Linked DNA regions of Sus scrofa: all the other regions are linked to region 3. A link is a contact called in public HiChIP or PLAC-seq data. All regions are on one chromosome and are shown on one strand. The core of a region is the stretch at or near the end of the contact, and the rest is flanking DNA. Distances in the headings are between cores, read along the strand shown. Region 1 overlaps SLC25A26 (S-adenosylmethionine mitochondrial carrier protein). Region 2 has its middle 200 kb from the start of LRIG1. Region 3 overlaps LRIG1 (leucine-rich repeats and immunoglobulin-like domains protein 1).

Region 1 (2,968 bases), core at 136-2,635, 150 kb after region 3:
TTACCATTCTATCCATGACAAGAAAAGTCTTCTATGTAAAGAGAATGGTATAAACTTTGGCATGCATCATAATCATCTTAATTATCTGTGTTGGAGTTCCTGTTGTGGCTCATTGGGTTAAGCACCTGACATAGTGTCTGTGAAGATAAGGGTTTGATCCCTAGCCTCACTCAGTGGGTTAAGGATCTGATGTTGCCGCAAGCTGCCACATAAATGCAGTTCAGATTCAGTGTTGCTGTGGCTGTGGCATGGGCTGCAGTTGGAGCTCTTACTCAATCCCTAGCCCGGGAACTTCCATATGCTGTGGGTGCAGAACTAAAAAAATAAATAAATAAAATGAAATAAAAGAATAGATTATCTGTGCTAAAATAAAGACTCTAGGCGTATCCTTCACACTTCTGACTTAGGGAGGGCCTGAAAATTTGCATCTAAATTTAATTCCCAAGGGATGCTGATGCCCTTGGTCCATGGATCACACTTTGAGAACTGCAGGTATAAGCCGATATATATAACCTGTTTGGAGAATCCCATTATCTTCCCAAGGTTGGATTACAGGCTGGCATTAATTTATAATAAGTTTCTTTTTTTCCCAAAAAAACTGTTTCTATTTCACTAGTTTACTTTTTTTCTTTTTTTTTTTAGATGAGTTACATACATTTTAAAGACCATGACAACTGGGATAAAAAACGGCCAATGTTAATATTGAAAAGAACTAGAGGGTCTAACAATAACTTATGTAAAATATTTTTAAAGGCAACAATTTTTTTTTAAATTGTTGAACTCAGCATTTTAAAACAAAGTTTAAAGCTTTATAAACAATTTTCTTCAATTTACTTTTAAACATTCAAGTGGTTTATACCACGACATACCTACTAGGATGGTTATAATCAAAACCGGAAACTAACAAGTATTGAGAGGAATCGGAACCCTCATATGGTTCTGGTGGTAATGTAAAACAGTGGAGCCACTGTAAGAAAGTACTGAGGTTCCCCAAAAAGCTTACCATAGAATTACTATATAACCAGGAATTCCACTCCTAGGTGTATACACAAGACTGGAAAGCAGAGTTTCCAACAGATAACTGCATACTAACGTTCACTGCACACCACTGTCTAAGTGTTCATGTCCCCTCAATGTTCACACACTGGCAGCCTAACGCCCACTGTGATGGTTTTAGATGGTGCCTCTGGGAGGTGATTAGGTCATGAGGGTGGAGTCCTGGTAAATGGGATTAGTGTGCCCTTATAAAAGAGACTCCACAGAGCTCCCTAGCTCCTTTCACCAGGTGAAGTGACACTGACAAACCTGCAGGGCAGAAGAGGGCCCTCACTTGACCACACTGGCACCCCGATCTCAGATTTCCAGCTGTCAGAACTGTAATAAATCTCTGCTGTTTGTAAGCCACCCAGTCTGTGACATTTTGTTACACAGTCCAAATGGACTAAGGCACTGTAGTATTATTTATAACAGCCAAAGAGAAGGAAGCAACACAAATGTCCATCAACAGATGACTGGATTAACAAAATGAGGTACATACTTACATGGGATATTATTTAGCCATAAAAAGGAATGAAGTTCTGATACAAACTACAATATGGCTAAACCATGAAAATGCCATACTTAAGTAAAATAAGCCAGACACAGAAGGACAAATGTTTTATAATCTACTTACATGAACGGTCAAGAAGGGGCGAACTCACAGAGACAGAAAGGAAATGAGAGGTTACTGGGGGTTGGGGCGTGGGTGAAATGGGGAGTTACTGCTTCATGGCTACAGAGTTTATGTTTGGGGTAATTGAAAAAGTTTTTGAAACAGACGGTGGTGATTGTACAACACAATGAATGTAATTAATGCTACTGAATTTTAGACTTAAAATGGTTAAAAAGCAAATTTTATTTTATATAAATGTCACTGCCAAAAGAAAGGTGAAGTAGTTTAATCTCAATTATTTGTTCCAAAATCTGACTGAAGACTGAATTGCTGATGTCAGTACTCTGACTTCAGTTTAGCTGAGCCCTGAAATGATAAAGACATGTCATATTGGTCCTGTTTTGTCTATGGTATTTATATGCTTACAAAGACAACCTACTTAACAGGAGTGTAGGCAACAGTTTTAAACAAATTTAGTCAAATCATCTGCAAAACAAAGTAACAGGAACAGGTGACTAATCAGAAACCAAAAAGGTACAAGAATGCTAGATAAGTAGAGTCTTATGTCAACGAGAAATTTTCTGATTTTATCTTCTCCCAATCTTATGAAAAATAAACTGTCTACTGAAGGCACATTGAATATAAACAGACTGGCATATCAGTCATATATCAGAATAATATCTCTGTCCATAATATTTATTTGCTGAGCCATAGTATGAATTTCCAGTTGCATTTGGTCTTGCTTGCTTCTGGCACCCCTCAATGTTCAAAATTTTTGGTACTTAAAAAGTTACTTTAGACTCAAATTATATAGAGGGTCCTACTACAGAGGAAATCTGTAATAAGATGTACATCTGATATACTTTCCTACTTCACTGATTTTACAATCTCTAACCTATTTTAAATGATGCAGACACTTGATTTCCAACCTCAAAACTGTAAGTTCCTTGAAGTTGGCTGTGACTCTGCCTTCATTCCTTGCATCCATAGCCTCTGGCATATACAGATTATATCAGTGTTAAGTGAAAGTTTACATGGGGGGGAGAGTGGGGTGAGGGTCAAGCAAATAATGAATCTAAAAATCCTTCTATCCTTAAGACACAAACTCGGTGTCTTAGTATCAAGTTCTAACCAGGAGTTCAACTGTTTACACCACTAATTAAATTATCCCAATCATGTTACCGTTAGGGAATCATTTTTCTATTATGTGCACACCTACAGCATGCAGAAGTTCCTGGGCCAGGGATTAAACCCATACCACAGAGGTGACAATACCAGATCCTTAACCCTCAGTGCCACAAGGGAAATCCCTAGAAA
Region 2 (2,790 bases), core at 30-2,529, 250 kb before region 3:
AGCTAATATCATATTCTTTGTGTTCAAGAAGAATTTAGTTTGTCTTTTCAATAGAGTGGATTTGTGTTGGATGTTTTGAATCTGTGAGTTAGTCCAGGAAATAGTCCTACCATAAAAATATCAGAGGAAAATTCTCTCTTGCCTTCTGACATTTTCCCCCCTTGGGAGATCTTCTGAACATGGCTACAAATTGCCTAGTTCGACTTGTAACTCTAGTTTTAATCCTATCTTTCAGCAAATTCCCCAAGCACCAATAAACCTTCATCTTTCACACAGTAGAGGGGCCCCTGGTTTTTTTTTCCAACACACTGGATGAGCAAAGACAAGTCAGTTTATCAATGTATATACTACAGAGTAACTTGCTACTCGTGCTCCATGAATATTAGATGAATGGAAAAGTGAGCAAGTGAAGAGAGGAAAGAAGGAAGGAGCAAGGAGGGAGAGAGGAAGGAGGAAAGTTATGGGGCCTCCTTGAGTCTGTGTTTTAATGTGTTTGCCACACTGATATTTCTTATTCTTTTACTGGCAGATGTGTAGTCAAGGGCTTTCGGGATACATGTTTGGTTTGTAACATTTAACAGAAATAGACTCACAAATAGAGAAAACAACCTTATAGTTACTGAAGGGGAAAGGGTGTGAAGGGATAAATTAGGAAGTTGGGATTAACAAATACATACCACTGTATAACTAACTAACAAGGACCTACTGTATAGCACAGGGAACTATATTCAATACCTAGTAATAATCTGTAATGGAAAAGAATCTGAAAAATTACATATGTATAACTGAATCACTTTGCTGTATACTTGAAACATTGTATACTTCTATTTTAAAAAATTGACTCATCAGTAAGGAGAGAATTACTCATTTATTCAACACAGACTTATTCAGGAGTGACACTGTGCCATGATTTGGGGACACAATGATGAACAAACTAGTTGAAAATCCCTGCCCTCGTGGAGCTTATTTTCTACTGGCAAAGGCAGCCAGTAAACAAGTCAATACCTAATAAGGTGCCCAGGCTCACTCCACAACTATCAGCAATTGCCTTTGCTCCTCTCATTAATTATTTGCTGAAGGAGTCCTTAAAGCCCTCTTTTCCTCTGCTTCCCTCCTGCAGAATGGATCTGTATGGTGGTCATGGGGTAAAGTTGAGGCCATAAAAAAGTGAGGACTGGGATGGACTCCCAGCTTCCGTGAATAGCTCTCTTGCTCTGGCACCAGGCTGGGAGAAAGGAGGTGCTTCTTTTCCAGCAATGTGAACTTTCCCAGGCTGGCAGCTCTCAGGCAACTATAAAATGCTGGTGACAGCTTCAGTAACTAGAGCCAGGGGGCTGTCCTTGACAACTTGAAACTCGTGCCATCTCAGAGGCCCTATCAATAACAACACTGCAAACAGGGCCAGTGCCTGTGGCAATGACAGTCCCCAGAACATCTGTTTTTTCTCTCCCCCAAGCCCCGTGGTCTAGAGCCCACGCCTAGAGCCTGAGCCCCTCAGGGGATAAACAGAAAAGGGGATTAGCCGCCAACCCCTAGAGAAACAACCAAGGAGGTTTGCTGCCGCGCTAGCCAGGCCAACCCATGCTTGTCCAGACAAAGCCTGTCTCTGCTGCGAAGTCTCCAAGGCAAACTACCTGTGTTAGGAGACCGGAGGAGACCTAGGGAGCAGACTTCATCCCAGCCTCCACCACAAGGGCAAGGACAGCATGCCTGTTACCCCAGGAAAGCCAAGCTGGTTCCAAGAGCTGAGACATATTTCATGGGTACACCTGAAGCATCAGATATTCATGAGCTGTCTGATAAATGATCACAAAGGGGACTACGAAAGGGAACGGTCTAACACAGCCATGTCTTCTCAAGAGAAGGCACAGCTCTGAGGACCAACCTCAGGCCATTTCATTTCCTGCTGATCATCATACCTTTCCCCTCTGCAGAGCTCTGTGCTTTCCAGAACACTCCCATTTTTAAAAACAAAAATGTTACCACTTGTTGAGGGTTTACTCTGTGTCAAGTAATGTACTAAGCACTTTACATCTATTATCTTATTTAATCCACTTGACCACTCTGTAAGAGAGCATTACCATTAAACACATTTTTCATATGAGGAAACTAATGCTTGGGGAGGTTGAATAAACATACAGAAGGTCAAGATAGCAGGGGTTGGAGCTGGGATTTAAACCTGGTCATCTGATTTCATCACAAGATGCTACCTTTTATTTCTATTGTTTCGTTTATTCCTTACCACAGCTTTATAGGATAAACAGATGGTGAATTATTTTCCTGATTTTGTGGTTAAGAAATCTGCTGTCCAATACATAGCCACCAGCCCTGTGTGGCTATTTAAATTTGAATGAATTAAAATTAATTAATAAAAATCTCGGCATTCCCATTATGGCTCAGTGGTTAACGAATCTGACTAAGAACCGTGAGGTTGCGGGTTCGATCCCTGGACTTTCTCAGTGGCTTAAGAATCCTGTGCTGTGGTGAGCTGTGGTATAGGTTCCAGGCGCAGCTCGGATCCTGCGTTGCTGTGGCTCTGGCATAGGCTGGCAGCTACAGCTCCGATTACACCCCTAGCCTGGGAACCTCCATATGCCACGGGTGCAGCCCTAGAAAAGGCAAAAAGGCAAAAATAAATAAATAAATAAAGTAAAATAAAATCTTTACATCAGCTCCTATATCCATCCAGCCAACTTTCAAATGCTCAATAGCCGGCTGTGACACGAAAAATTATTAACATTTCTGCAGAAAGTTCTAAGGAATGACACTGACCTGGAACTCTGAGCTGCA
Region 3 (2,715 bases), core at 84-2,583:
GTGGCCCTAAAAAGACAAAAAGACCAAAGGAAAAAAGGAAAACAAGTAGAACTGATGTTCCAACCCTTGGCCTAACTTGGATGGCCTATTAATGGCATCTCACTTTGTGTTTGGAAACAACCAAAGTGTCTAGGAGTAGCAGATTGGCTGAATAAATTACGGAGGAGCACTCGGTTGCTTGTTAAAAGAATTAGGGAGGAGTTCCCATTGTGGCTCAGTGGGTTAAGAACCCAGTATAGTGTCCATGAGGATGAGGGTTTGATCCCTGGTCTTGCTCAGTGGGTTAAGGATCTGGTGTTGCTGCAGGCTGCAGTGTAGGTCACAGACACTGCTTGGATCCAGCATTGCTGTGGCTGTGGTGTCAACCTGCAGCTGTGGCTCCAATTCAACCCCTAGCCTGGGAAATTCCATACACCACAGGTGCAGCTGTAAAAAGAAAAGAAAAAAAAAGGGGGGGGGAGCTCTCCAAGATCTATTACTAGTGGGGAAATGGGACAGAACAGTCTGTATAACACACAAGCATCTGTGTGAAAGAAAAACACGTGTCCATCTCTAGCAGCCAACAGCAGGAGCTTCCTCTTGGAGGCAGAAGGGCAAGGAAGCTGTATGTTTATATATATATATATATATATATATATATATGTATTCCTGGTGTGTGTTTTGAGAAATCATTTGAAAATTGTACTGCGTGCTTAAATCAGCTTTTAAGTAAATAAATATAGCCCAACATTAAAAAAAAAACACACACATGTACCCAAGCGCTCTAACTCAAATGACTCCATGAGTTTGTTTTTCATTGTTTGTTGATGCCTCATTTGACTGAGACAATCATAATAATGAAAGTCCTCTGAAATATCCTAACCTTTTACATCTTGCAAAATGGAAATATGTCCTTTAACCAAGTCAAATAAATGGAGGCTGAGAAGGTTGGGAAAGGCCCACCTCCAGGTTCTGACCCAGGAGGGGGAGGTGGGTAGGGAGGCAGGGAGTCAGTCCATGCAGCCCTATGTGCCTTTTTCACACCTTTTCCAGCTCCAGGGTTGGGCCACTATTCATGTCTGCAGCTTCTCCACTGTTTCTTGGTCCTGAATCATCAGGAAAGGGTTCAGTTATAGAAGCCATATGTTTTAGGAGGATTTTTAGGGCCTTGGATAGAAGCACATCTCAGGGTAGGGAGAGGAGTGTCAAGGGGGGAAGATGAAGAGCCCAAGAGTCAGAAGATTTCATCAAACGCTGTCCTAAATTTCAACAGCGTCCTTGTGTGTGGAGACTGTGCTGAGCTTCCCGAAGGCCCTTCCCTGCCCGGCTCTGGCAGTGCTATTTTTGACCGGTCTCTATTTCAGTCTGGCAAGTTGGTCTCAGTGCGAGTGGGCCTCCATTGCCTTTTGAGGATAGTGTTCTCATTTCAGCAGGGGACAGAGCGAACAAGGAGAGAGCCAGTGGTGGTGGAGCTAAGTCTTAGATTTACTAGAGGTTCTTTTTAAATAGAAATGATTGAGCACTAAGCTGGCCTGGCAGATCTCCTCCGGGCTTCAACTCTCCTTTTCATAAACCAAGCAGCCCTGTGGAGCTCAAAGCCTGCCCTTTCTGCCTCCGGGCTGCTGATCCAGACATAAAATGCTGTTACCTTTAGCCCTGGTCAGAGGCCGCTCTACACTCTGCTCCCAGCGTTTTTGTCAAGATTTGAAATGTTGTCATGATGTCCCTTTTCCTTGCTCATTTCTTATTCCATGAAATTGGGTGTAGCAATCTGTCGTGTGTGCAGTAGGGGTGACCTGAGACCAAGCTCGTTCAGCCAAAGTTGCCTTGCAGAGAAGTCCCTACTGTTTATCTCTGGTTTAAGATCAAGTCGGATCCCAAGCAACTGAAACACAGCTACCATGTTATCTAAGGGCTTAGGAGTTTCCGCCTGCTGGCTTTTCTGCTTGTGGCTTTCCTTGAGTTGCAGTTGTGCTTTGTTCAGCCCTTGGCTGTATCACTCTCTTTCTGTGTCACCCTGGGATTGTGACTTAAACTGAGACTTGACTTAAAAAACTTACCTATAAGGTAGGGAACAGTGCTAGTGTCTGGGTCCTAATTTAGAGTTGTAATGATGCAGCTATGTAATGCATGGAAAGTTGCTGCTGCAGCTACAGAGAAATAGAAATCATGGTTAAGAACCTAGAGTTGGGTGTAGCCCCTCCCCTCGCCCCAGGGTCACTGCCACTTACAACTGGTGACCTTGGTCAAAGGACGTAACCTCTGAGTGATTCAGTTTTCTCATTGGTACGATGGACATGTTCATAGGGCCTATCTATAGGGCTCTGAAGATGGGTTAATATATTGAAGAGGTCTTAGAGCCGTGACTGGCACATGATAAGCCCTAACTAAGTAAATTAGCTACCACTATTATTATTATGACCCCAACGTCTGTGTTTTGGACTAAATCTCTAAGAAATGAAGAGTTCTTAAGCAAGCTGGCTTCTTGGCAACAGGCCCTGACCTTAGTTTTCCTTGCTCTGATAAGATCTGAGGGTCTCTGCTAGTAATATGTACATTTATGGTGCTATGAAAATTTATTAGTAGAGATTCAGACTGTTGGAGGATTTTCAGCATCCCTGTTAGATGGGAAAATGGATCACAGAGGGGGTAGAGAGATAAAAGGTGAAGCAGAAGCAATCTGATTTAGGGGGCCGTCAGATAAGAGACTGTTAAAGTAATTAATTGTCTACTTCA

The links. HiChIP or PLAC-seq counts read pairs in DNA pulled down with a chosen protein or histone mark.
Region 1: a contact with region 3 is called in an H3K27ac HiChIP or PLAC-seq map of skeletal muscle. The contact joins two enhancer-like sites. A contact is called at or near these places in 3 of 47 Hi-C or Micro-C datasets (heart right ventricle and skeletal muscle) and 1 of 2 datasets of contacts at active chromatin or transcription factors (skeletal muscle).
Region 2: an H3K27ac HiChIP or PLAC-seq map of skeletal muscle shows a contact between it and region 3. The contact joins two enhancer-like sites. A contact is called at or near these places in 3 of 47 Hi-C or Micro-C datasets (epiblast stem cells and skeletal muscle) and 1 of 2 datasets of contacts at active chromatin or transcription factors (skeletal muscle).

What each region holds. Positions count from the first base shown.
Region 1 is chr13:47,830,013-47,832,980 of Sscrofa11.1, reverse strand. All of the region lies in intron 5 of SLC25A26 (S-adenosylmethionine mitochondrial carrier protein), which reads right to left. Among named protein-coding and RNA genes, the nearest start is that of SLC25A26, 88 kb to the right of the region's middle. Within about 2 kb of position 1,385, at least 2 of the 83 cell types and tissues checked have an H3K27ac peak or open chromatin away from gene starts, as enhancers often do. A contact at or near this core is called in skeletal muscle, where this site is marked.
Region 2 is chr13:48,230,965-48,233,754 of Sscrofa11.1, reverse strand. No RefSeq gene overlaps it. Among named protein-coding and RNA genes, the nearest start is that of LRIG1, 200 kb to the right of the region's middle. Within about 2 kb of position 1,279, at least 12 of the 83 cell types and tissues checked have an H3K27ac peak or open chromatin away from gene starts, as enhancers often do. A contact at or near this core is called in skeletal muscle, where this site is marked.
Region 3 is chr13:47,977,284-47,979,998 of Sscrofa11.1, reverse strand. The region is part of intron 2 of LRIG1 (leucine-rich repeats and immunoglobulin-like domains protein 1); the gene reads left to right. Among named protein-coding and RNA genes, the nearest start is that of LRIG1, 49 kb to the left of the region's middle. Within about 2 kb of position 1,333, at least 12 of the 83 cell types and tissues checked have an H3K27ac peak or open chromatin away from gene starts, as enhancers often do. A contact at or near this core is called in skeletal muscle, where this site is marked.